Linked DNA regions of Zea mays: region 2 is linked to region 1. Evidence: chromatin contacts called from public Hi-C data. All regions are on one chromosome and are shown on one strand. Each heading gives the region's core, a stretch centred on a gene start, on an enhancer-like site or on the middle of the called end of the contact. The rest is flanking DNA. Distances are from core to core; before and after follow the strand shown. Region 1 holds the start of LOC100276042. Region 2 holds the start of LOC100193235.

Evidence for each region. A called contact is a pair of places that touch in the nucleus more often than the background predicts.
Region 2: a Hi-C map of ear shows a contact between it and region 1, with 2.6 times the contacts expected there. The contact joins the promoter of LOC100193235 here to the promoter of LOC100276042 in region 1. A contact is called at or near these places in 4 of 25 Hi-C or Micro-C datasets (bundle sheath, ear, leaf and 1 more).

Annotation. Positions count from the first base shown.
Region 1 is chr9:129,333,283-129,338,690 of Zm-B73-REFERENCE-NAM-5.0, reverse strand. LOC100276042 reads left to right here and starts at 3,195. Exons shown (of 4, transcript NM_001412696.1): 1 at 3,195-3,491. The coding sequence starts at 3,429. LOC100382287 (SPFH/Band 7/PHB domain-containing membrane-associated protein family) reads left to right here. Exons shown (of 9, transcript NM_001175037.1): 7 at 318-532; 8 at 633-741; 9 at 824-1,301. The coding sequence ends at 904.
Region 2 is chr9:129,724,381-129,729,788 of Zm-B73-REFERENCE-NAM-5.0, reverse strand. LOC100193235 reads right to left here and starts at 2,172. Exons shown (of 10, transcript NM_001358687.1): 1 at 1,723-2,172; 2 at 1,096-1,314; 3 at 631-868; 4 at 1-6. The coding sequence starts at 1,962. LOC103639060 (a long non-coding RNA gene) reads left to right here and starts at 2,467. Exons shown (of 11, transcript XR_002264985.2): 1 at 2,467-2,829; 2 at 3,477-3,516; 3 at 3,791-4,257; 4 at 4,517-4,688.

The DNA.
Region 1 (5,408 bases), core at 1,946-4,445:
GAACTGACTGCATAGATGCCCTAGTTGTACTTCAGTATTAAACTTCCATTCCTTATCTTTTGCTATGGTTTTACTATAAACTTCCGTTCCTTATCCTGTGCCATCATGTTAAAGCTGTGATGTTTAGATCATCCAACATTATGCAAACCATGATATCCATGGACATATTTGTGAGGCTAACTTCATACTTGAAGATAAAATACATAGTTCATATTCATATGCATGAGCTCGTGTTAATTTAGTACTTAAAAGAACTCAAATATTCATTGTATCTGCTCATGTGTTTTACTTGAATTTGTGTATTCTGTACAACGTAGGCACTGATCGCCATCGAGAAGCAAAAGGTAGCAGAGAAGGAGGCAGAAACACAGAAGAAGATTGCGCTATCTGAAGCAGAGAAGAACGCGCAGGTGAGCAAGATCCTGATGGAGCAAAAGCTGATGGAGAAGGACAGTTCCAAGAGACAGGAGAAGATTGATAATGAAATGTACCTGGCACGAGAGAAAGCACTAGCAGATGCAAACTACTACAGGCACGGATGGCAATGCCATATTCTTTTCAAATCCATTTTGTCCGTGCATGCCTCTTGTTTTCTTTTTTCGTACTAACTGTATTTGGTTTGGTCTGTCCAGGATTTTGAAGGAAGCAGAGGCAAATAGGCTCAAACTGACACCTGAGTATCTGGAGCTGAGGTTCATTGAATCAATTGCCAACAACTCAAAGATTTTCTTTGGTGAAAAGGTATTGACTCGGACCTGCTATGTACTGTTTTTTTTCTCAATGGTTCCTCAAGTCATGGGCTGAGCTGTGAACTACTCTGCAGATTCCTAACATGATCATGGATCAAAGGTTGCTCAAGAATTACCTTGATGCTGTTCCTAGGAAGGACCATTATGAAATGTAGCCGCGGGTTCCGTGGGTTGGAAGCAGAAGTCTTTCTTTTTTGTGTGATCCCACGCAGTAGATAGGATTACCGTGTAGCCGTCCAGTATACTAGTAAGCCAGAAAGGAGTCATCAGGATCCTCTTGAAGATGAAATTAGCAGTCATGAGATCTTTGGCTTGTTTTGTGTAGTAGCAGCATTAGGGCACCTGGAGCATTCGCATGTGACCGACAGTGATGCAACCAGTGCAAATCCTGTAGTCTTCAAAACTGATGGTCAAGGCCGCTGGCCTCCAAACCCAGGTAATCTCTTGAAAAGGATCTGGGTTATAATTTTTGACTGATGGGCAGAACAATTTGTAGCACTGCTGATGCCAAAGTTTTCTCGATCATAAATGTGCAAGTTTGCTCCCTGACTTAATTATGTCTCTTTTTTCTGCTTCTTGCACACCACCTGATCGACTGCAGAACACTCGGTGCTTCTACTTAAAGATTTCTCATGTGATGTACGCCTCTACCTTTCCTGTCTTATAGGCCTGCCACACAAGCTTACTAAGAAACTAGTATAATACTTTTGTGTTGAGACAACAAAAATCATATTGGTTGGAGTAGGTTAGGTCCTACTAACAGTGTAACGGATGAGCGACAAAATCATATTGGTAGGAGTAGGTTAGGTCATACTAACAGTGTAACGGATGAGCGACATGTGAGGGTCTGGAAAGACCATGACCCGTAAGTTACTTATATATAGTCACTTAAAACACATACTTAAAACACATATGATATGTGATAAAAAAAAATAGAATGTATAAGTTGCTGAAGATAGTCTAATCTTTGATGTAGTCTCCCTACAAAAAAATACCCATAAAAAATAAATATATCAAAACAAATATATAGCCCATATTAAATGGAAAAGCTCTATATAACCTCTCGAACTTTTAGAGGGTAGTCTACTTCATCACCCCATCTTTAAAATTGATTGTTTAACCTCCTCATTTTATAAAACCAAAAAAATAACAAAAAAATAATTTTTTGATGGTTTTGATGACATGATACTGATTTAAATGATACAGTTTTATCTTTTTCTGTTTTTTGTCATGTAGTGGTATCTAAAAGTTATAAAATTCTTCAAAAAAATTGACAATTAGATATTATGTTTGTCCTATTTTTTTTTTAAATTTTAGAAGTAATAGCTTCATTATTAAAAATAAAACTACATAAGACAAAACTGCTAAGCACAAGTTATTCTACTTAAGTGTTAGCCGGTGGTTCAAATTATATATTTAATAATCAAACGCATCAAATTGCTAAGCAATAAAAATCAAACAACGCTCGCTCGTAGATGTGACATAACGTCTTTATGCAGAATTATAGCAATAGAGAATAGAGTGGCGTTAGACCCATTTGGTTTTGGTTTGAGGGACTAAATATTAATCTCTTTATTTTAGTCTCTCCCTAAATAGTTAAAACGGTGGAACTAAAACAAGAACTAAACTGTTTTAGTCACTAATCCCTCAAAGTGTGACTAAAAAGGATTCAACCATATTAATTTTATCCTTTACCTCTATTTTTTCAATTGCACTAGTAGCAAAAGAATGTTAAGAAATATTTTAGTCTTTTTATAAGTCATTTAATATGTTTTAAATATGTCTAGTCTCTGCAACCAAATAGGATAGAGACTAAACTTTAGTCATTTAATCCCTCAACTAGTCACCTCGCACAAAATGAGCAGGAAGGTTGAGTCACTCACATTCTCTTCATTTTTTCTCATGCTCGCACTAAAGTCTATTATACCTATATGAGCTAGAGTATGCATATATGAGCTGAGTAGTGCTTCTCTAGGCAATACAGAGTTTAATTATAGTATGTATAAATGCATTTTTAACGAGTAAAACTATGTGTCGCTTATATTGTTGTACAGTACAATGTACGGTTGTAACATGGCTACGTTTGTTATATCTATACCCGTATGGGCTGATTTGGTGACCGGGGATCCCGAGGGGAAGAAATCCTCTTGCTATTCAAAATTGAATTGCGAGGGGATTCCTCCCCCATGGATCCCTTAGGGATCCCTAACCACCAAATCAGCTCTATAAGGTGAAGAGTGAATGATCGTACCATTTTAAGTAAGGGGGTGTTTGGTTTCTAGGGACTAATGTTTAGTCCCTTCAATTTGTTCCATTTTAATATATAAATTGACAAATATAGAAACTAAAATAGAGTTATAGTTTCTATATTTGATAATTTTGTAACTAAATTTGAATAAAATCTAGGGACTAAAAATTAGTCCTTAGAAACCAAACACCCCCTAAGTAAGATAGTTTTTCACTCTATCTAGCGTACCGAACTACCTATCCTATCCCCTCGCGTCGCATCTTTCCTCTCGTAACGCGTATCAGTGCCAACCAGGCAGCCATCGCCGCGGCCCTCGTGCCTCTGCATCGCGGCGCGCCTTGGTGCTCCATCCACGTAATCCCTGAGGTGCGGCACAGGCGTGGAGGTATCTCGGCAGTCGGCAGGGCGGCTGGAGTTCGGTCCCAGAAGAGATGGCGGGGGGCCCTGATGTCGCGGGCTTGATCGAGGATGATGCGGTCTCCGTCATCACGGAGGTAAACGCTGAGAGATCTCGTGATGGACTCAGGTTGTGTTTTGAGCGAAGTTGCGAAATTGGTAGGTCCGGTTCGTGGGGGGATCGAGGGGGGAAGTGGGGCCAGTCTATCCGATCTTTAGCTGAGGCAGCACCTGCTACATGAAAGTATATGGTACAATACAACGGCGCACGGAGGAGACTACAGAGGGTAATCGATCGATGTGCATAGTGTCGTTTGGCTCTGGAATCGAGCGGGTCCGATTGATTGGTGAGTAGTTCCTCCCAGACCGACCAAATTGAGGATAGGTACCCCATTTTTCTTAACAGGTTCATTAGCATATTAATTGCCATGTCTAGGAAAATTTCTACACTCTGTTACAACTACATAGAGGGTCCCTAGAAGTCTATAAAAAAGTTTCCAAAAATTGATATGCAGTAGTCCGGCCGCACGCACTTGAACAATAATATTCCAGAGAGGCCCTCCAAAGGTGCATGGAGGATGGACCAGACACAGCATAGCCTTCTGAACAAAGGATTTGGCCTTTTTGGTTCATGTCCTGCCATGCAATGCAACTCAGGAGCCAGACATTCATCTGCACCCAGGCACAGGAAATCGGACGGCTGAGCTTGCAACCAAACAGACCCTTCGTGCCCATTTGTTCTTGCATTGCTTTTTTTAGTTGCAGACATTGACCCTTGTGAATGCCATGTTGAATAACCCTTCAAAGGGCTTGTTTGGTTCAACTTTTTTCTGACCAGCTTTTCTGAAAATCTAGCTGTGCGGAGAATCTGGCTGTATAGAGAATCTGAGTATCATTAGGATTACGTGCGGAGGAAGATAAAGGTGTCCATAAGACTCAGGATCTAGAAAGTGATGGATTCCTACTATTGCAACGACTCAACCGATTATATGTTTATGTTGATTTTAAATGATTTTTACCCAAACGAATTTTATATAAGCTGACTGAAAAGCTAAGCGTTTGGCAGTCCGCAGCAGCTTTTGGTGGCCAGAAGCTCCAAAAAGCTGAAACAAACAGTGGCAAAGTTCACTAGGTTATACTGTAACGAGATGACCAGCTGTTTCAGTGGATTTAATTTTCTTTGGATGGTGAAGGTGACACTTGACTTGTGGAAAACGACTATATGCTATCCATGTGCCCGAACCTTGATTTGTGGATTTTGTTGGGTTTTAACTCTATCCTGTCCCAACTTGCTTGGGACTAAAATTTTCTGTTGGTGCTGCTGCTGCTGGTGGTGAAGGTGACACTTCTAAACTTATTTAGTAAAGTGATTTGTTTTTACTGTGTTTTATCATGGTGGTCCAACTTTTTTTATCATGTTGGATCAAGTTGGAGTTCTTTGTTTGTGTAGCGATGACAAAGCGAGTCTCATCATAGACGTATAACCAGTTTATTTTGGATAGAATAATGGCTATGCATGAAATCATGCATAACACTAGAGTGAAAAGAAAGATGGTCTAGTGCTCAAAGTGGACTTTGAGAAAGCCTATGATAAACTTATTTGGGATTTCCTTTTCTCTTGTCTTGAACAAAGAGGTTCTCACAAGCATTTGTGTGAGTGAATCAATTTGGTGATGAACTGATGATCTCGGGAACCCTTAGTGTGAAAGTCTAGAACATCTATGGTCCCTACTTCAAAATTTAGAAAAGGGGTAAGATAATAAGATCCACTTTCCCTTTTTATTTAATATAGATATTTTTTTTAAAAAAATGATAATCTCTGCTCAAAAGAACAACCTCCTCATAGACCTAGTGCCAGAATATTGTGAAGGATGGAGTGGTTATTCTCCAATATGTTGATAGCAATTTTGTGCATCCAAAACGAAAAAGACCCAGCTACCAACTTAAACTTTCTGTTATATCTGTATAAATTCACGTCAGAGCTCAAAATTAACTTTTACTGAAGCTATCATGGT
Region 2 (5,408 bases), core at 923-3,422, 390 kb before region 1:
CAGGATCTATTAGAAATGCATAATTTTAGTTTTTCATGTGAAAATATCTACTATTGTATCAGAGGGAAACAAGAGTTCAAGGCAAAAGTTTGCATAACTACATATTATGCATGAAATGGTTAAAGGTGATGTCTACTTCAGCACATCACTACAACTTCAAAGCACGAGTTTCTTCGTGCATCTTCTGTGCCCGTCCCGCGCGCCCAGTGAGATTTGCCCCGTGTGCATGCCCAGCGCTCAGCTGCAAAAAATGGGTGTGACCAGGGGCTCGAACCCTGCCCACAGGGTAAAGAGCTGAGCGCTTCCACCACTATTGGTTTGTGTTATATGGAGGAGATATACTGTAAATACATACATACTAATAATTTGAAATTAAAAAAATAATTATATTTGAATAAATATATCATTTAAATAAGATCTACCTATATGATATATAGAATCCGTAGCAATTTACGGGCAACTAACTAGTGTTTCATTACTTGTCATTTTCTTTGTGCAATTTATGGGAAAATAGGTTACACCATCCAATTTTATTGGGGCACAGACAGGAAAAGGATAAAAGTTGCAAGCATGTTAATGTCAGTATTGCAATATTTCCAAAGCTAGGGGGCAAGAAAAGAAAGCTTGTACCTTGATCAATTACATTTTGCTTCCCTCTGATCGATTCAATGGCTGATTTCAAGGTCTTCACAGTAATCTGAAAATCCTTGAACAGCTGTGTCCCAAACCGCTTATCTTCGGCAAAGCCAAGGACTAGATGTTCAACTGAGACATATGAATCACCATACTCTTTCTTAAAGTCCCTTGCTCTTTGTATCAGAGCTTCTAAGTCACGCCCCAACATAGATCCAGGTTCTTCACCTAATACCTGAATCATTGAGCTGAACATAAGAAAACTATGACCGGGAGATATATTTTTTGCTCAATTAAAAGCAACATATAGAAAGACATTGAAGTGGACTTTATTGCGATGAACAAAAAACATTTTCAGTTTCCTGACGTATCAGTCCTAGTCCATAGCAAGATGCATTATTCTTGTGAAAGCAAACTGCATCTGGGTATCAGCAGAATCTAAGTGTGTTGAGCATGAAGCACCTTAGGCTGCCTCTGGATGAATTTCTTTGTGGCATCGAGAAGCCTTGTATTGTCAACTCCTGCCTTAGAAAAGATACGGCGGGCAAGGCCATTCCGTTGCTCCAGCAGGGATTTCATCAGATGTTCGGTCTCCACAATCTGGTGTTTGCTCTCCTTTGCCACCTCGGGGGATGAGACAATTGCTTGCCACGCCATCTCAGTGAACTCTTGTTGTGTAATCTGTCAGCAAAATAGGTAACCACGAGTGAGATATAGAGGGGGAAAATGCAATTTCTTGGCTCTTCAAAGGAGTTCAATAATAAAAAATGTAGTAATATTTATGATAAATAGTAAGTATCAAGCATGTAATTTATTTTCCATAATAAAGTTATTTGAGGATTCGAATATTAATAGTATTTTCTATATCCCATGTGCATTAGTATTTTAGGACCGGGAGTGTAGTAAAAGTGCTATGAAAATTTAATGAAAAATGGGGGCGTAAATAAATGCATCGGTTGTTATAGGACTGTGACATAGGAATTGAAAACCGGACATGCTAGTATCTTCTTTTAATGAAAATAAAAGATAAAAAGAAGTGAGCAAAATCGGACCGAAAATGAAGGCGAGGGGAACAGGTTCATATCATACCCTGCCGTCCCGGCTGGTGGCGTTGCAGCGCACCGAGAGCGGCGTCCGGCGGGGCCTCCTCCCGACCAGCGGAGCCAGCACCCCGCCCCTTCCTCCTCTCGTCGTCCTTAGTGCCGCCTTACCCCTCACAGGACCCGCCCTCGCCGCGCCCCACGCCGCGGCTACGACCGGCGTCGGCGCGGCGGGGGCGGAGGTTAGGAAGGAGAGTACGTCGGCGGACAGCGGCGGCGCGGCGGCCATGGTGGGGCGCTGGCGGCACAATCTCGATGGTTTATCTGAAGCTGGGAGGAGCAATTCAGAATGGAATGGAACTCTGGATTGGATGGTTTATCACAATAATGGTATGCTATGGAACAGACGGGCGCGGCAGGACGGGACGAAGCGTGTATAAACTCGGTGGCGGCGTGAAGAGTGGAGAGAAGCGGAGGAGGAGGTTCTGGGAGCTTCGGGGGCCAACGAGCACTCCGTGGAGATTTGAGAAGGTCCGGAAGATTATTGGGAAAGGAAGCTTCGGAAGGGAGGTGGGTGAGAGTTTTTTTTGGAACCGTGATATCCCGAACACTGGGCTTTTGAAAATCAGTATCCCCAATAGCGCAATCTGAATCTCTACTACCTATTAAGGCTGTAAGAGTAGTCTGCCGTTCTGCCGTTCTGCAATCTTAGCCATTTACACTCGATCCAACGTCGACGCACTGCGCCCTCCGCTCGCGACCAACCCGACCCACCCGCGCTCCCCCGCATCGCAACTCAACATTCTACCTCGCGAAACCCTATCAACGCCGCCGTCACCCGAACCCCATCCACGAGGAAGTCGCGCCAGCGCCGGAGCGTCCTCACCGCCGACGCCGCGACGCCGCCGCTGAAGCCTGCGGTGATGCAGAAGACGGCGACACTCGCTACCAACCATGACCCTGCCGTGGTCTTGCAAGCGACAGAACCAAGCCCTCCACTCCCTTTCTCCATCCTCTCGTGGAAGATGAAGACGCAACCGTCGCACGCCCGATGACAGCACTCACATCGTTCCCTCTTCCTCTTCCTCCCGCGCAAGGTCAACCATGTCGTCACCGGAACGGGAACCCGCCACCCCTCGTCTCCGTCTGGAATCAGGTGAGCCCCGCCTCACCCCTTATCTCGTCTCACCTCATCAGTTTTAGTCTGATTTCTCGTGAAAGGAAGCGCATATGCGAAGGCTTGCTGGTGGTTCACGGGTTGGGCCAGTTTGTGTAACCAAATCATGCACAAAGCTATAAAATTAGGCATGAATAACCTCACAAATTTGAAACAATGATGTTGCAGATACCTCAGAGCGCCCCTGATTTATTTTGAACCGATGAATTCACGCTGGTTTAGTCAGTTGAGATGTTCATACATAGGTAGGTGTTGGAGTGTACACGAACATTATACAGATAGGTTTTATACTTATGCGTGTCAATACCATTTTCTGGAACAAAAGGAATTAGTTGTTTCTTGTCATCACTATATTTTGTCAATAGATACTAAGGTGTTGTTTTAGATGGTATGGCTTCACATTGCACCCGATCCATCCTCTACCCTTTCTCTAAGTAATTAAGCGAAAGTAGACAACAACTATGATGAATTATTTTTGTTTCTTTTTCCTCCGCAGAGTACGTACTCTCTTTTAGCAAAAGTAGACGGCAGCTACGATTAAATAATTGATGAGCATAATTTATTGTCTTGGTATTCATACCATAAGAATACGACTATTGAATCTTTTTCCTGTTTATGTATCACAGGTGATTCTTGCAGCCTCTGTAGTATCAAAGTCTGTAAAAGGTAAGCTGGTTTACTATTGCCCATTTATGAAATCTAAATACATATTAAAATTCCTTGTACCGCTTTATGCATTCTTGTATCATTTCTTCTATTTAGCATATCCCTTATTCCAATTACAAAGACATCCACACCGTTCGTTTTTTATATGGTACGATTTATACTGAGATCAATTTGTCCTTTCTACAAATAATGAATGGTATTCATTCCTGCACCCATAGAAACTATAATAATAAATATCTTTTACTAACTACTTTATCCCTTTCTCCCATCGCAGCTAATTTTATAATAGAGCGCGACGCATAGCAGCTCATTGAGCCTGCCCACGTTAGCAAAAAGAATATAGACCCTGCGATGAAACATCAACGATCACGGAGGTCTCAGCATGTTGCCTACATAGACTCACGCTGCTTCTAGAGAGGTCCAGCGCATGGGGAAAAAAGAGGCAGACTCGAGTTGCCGTCGTCTTCGCTGGCCCTTGCCTATCGTCCGTTCGCATTCATCTCATTCAACTGGTAAAATTAGGAGCACTCCCTCACACGCTACACAGCGACCTGGCCAACATGCTAGCCGGTGGCTCATCGTATCTGGCGACTCTGGGCCACTGGAGCTTCTCCAACCACAGTCTCAACTCTCAAGAAGCTCCCAGCCGCCGCTCCCTCTCCCCCATCCTCCTACCACGACGATGGATCCTGCTACCGTCGTCGTCATCGAGGAGTCATACCGGTCCTACTATTGCATGCGGTGAGTTTTGGATGCTCATTGGCTGTGCTCTTAATCAAATTTGTCGGTTTCTAGGTATTTTGAGGACAGACGTTCCACCACTGGTCGGTTTGATGTAGCTTCTGTGTCTGCAGCTGTTTCATGAATTTCTTGTGTTTTTAAATCTAAAAAGTATGTAGCTTTTAAACGCTGGTTACATGCTTACACCTGCTTGCAATAACTAGAATTTAGTTCTTAATTCTGATGTACTCTTCATGTGCGGGCTATCTTTACCTCCAAGCGGTGTAAGGAACTCCAAGCAGTGTACGGAAGACAACAGGGCGAAAGCTAAATTGCAGAAAAGAAAAGGAGGACATTTGACTGTTGAACGATGGTCGAAGGTTCCAATTTCGGTGGCATGATTGGTGGTCATGATGATGATAGGAATTTACTAGACCTCTCCGGAATATAAAGTAAGTTAAGTGTCAACTACTGTGTCTATATTCTTTTTTTTTCTTTTCAACATTTAAATACTACTATAGCTCTCTTCTATATTAATATATTAAGTACGTTTATTATCATCTAAAACATTTCCTGTAATGTTTATACAATTCGTGTATTATCTGCTTTAACAACACTTATAAACTAACTTAAGGCTAACTCCAATAAGAGACCCTAAAGAGTTTTGTATCCTAAATATAGAGGATCAAATAGTCATCTACGCTCTCCAGCAGTGTCCTCTAAACGGTCCTCTAAATTTAGAGGACGCTGCTGGATTCTCTATATATAGAGTTTCTCTAAACGGTTCTCTATCCATTTGAATACTTTAAATAACTGATTTAGCAAAACTAAAATATGTACAATACATTTAAGAGTAAATATGTATGTACAAAAAATAAAAATAAAAAATGTTCCTAATATAGATATTTGAGTATAGAGGACGTGATTTAGAGAACGTTGTTGAAGAGGAAGGAGATATAAAGGATAAAATTATTTAGAGGAGACTATAAAGAACAGATATAAAGAATGAATATAGAGTACGTTGCTGGACAGCCTAGATACATAATGAAGCGCGCCCAAGGGCGCGGCAGCTACTAGTAAATAAAAAGAACAATTAACATAACATGATAGTGGTTAAATAAACTTGATTAGTGAGCTGTGAAACCTCTGTTGTTCGTAAAGTTTATGCAACA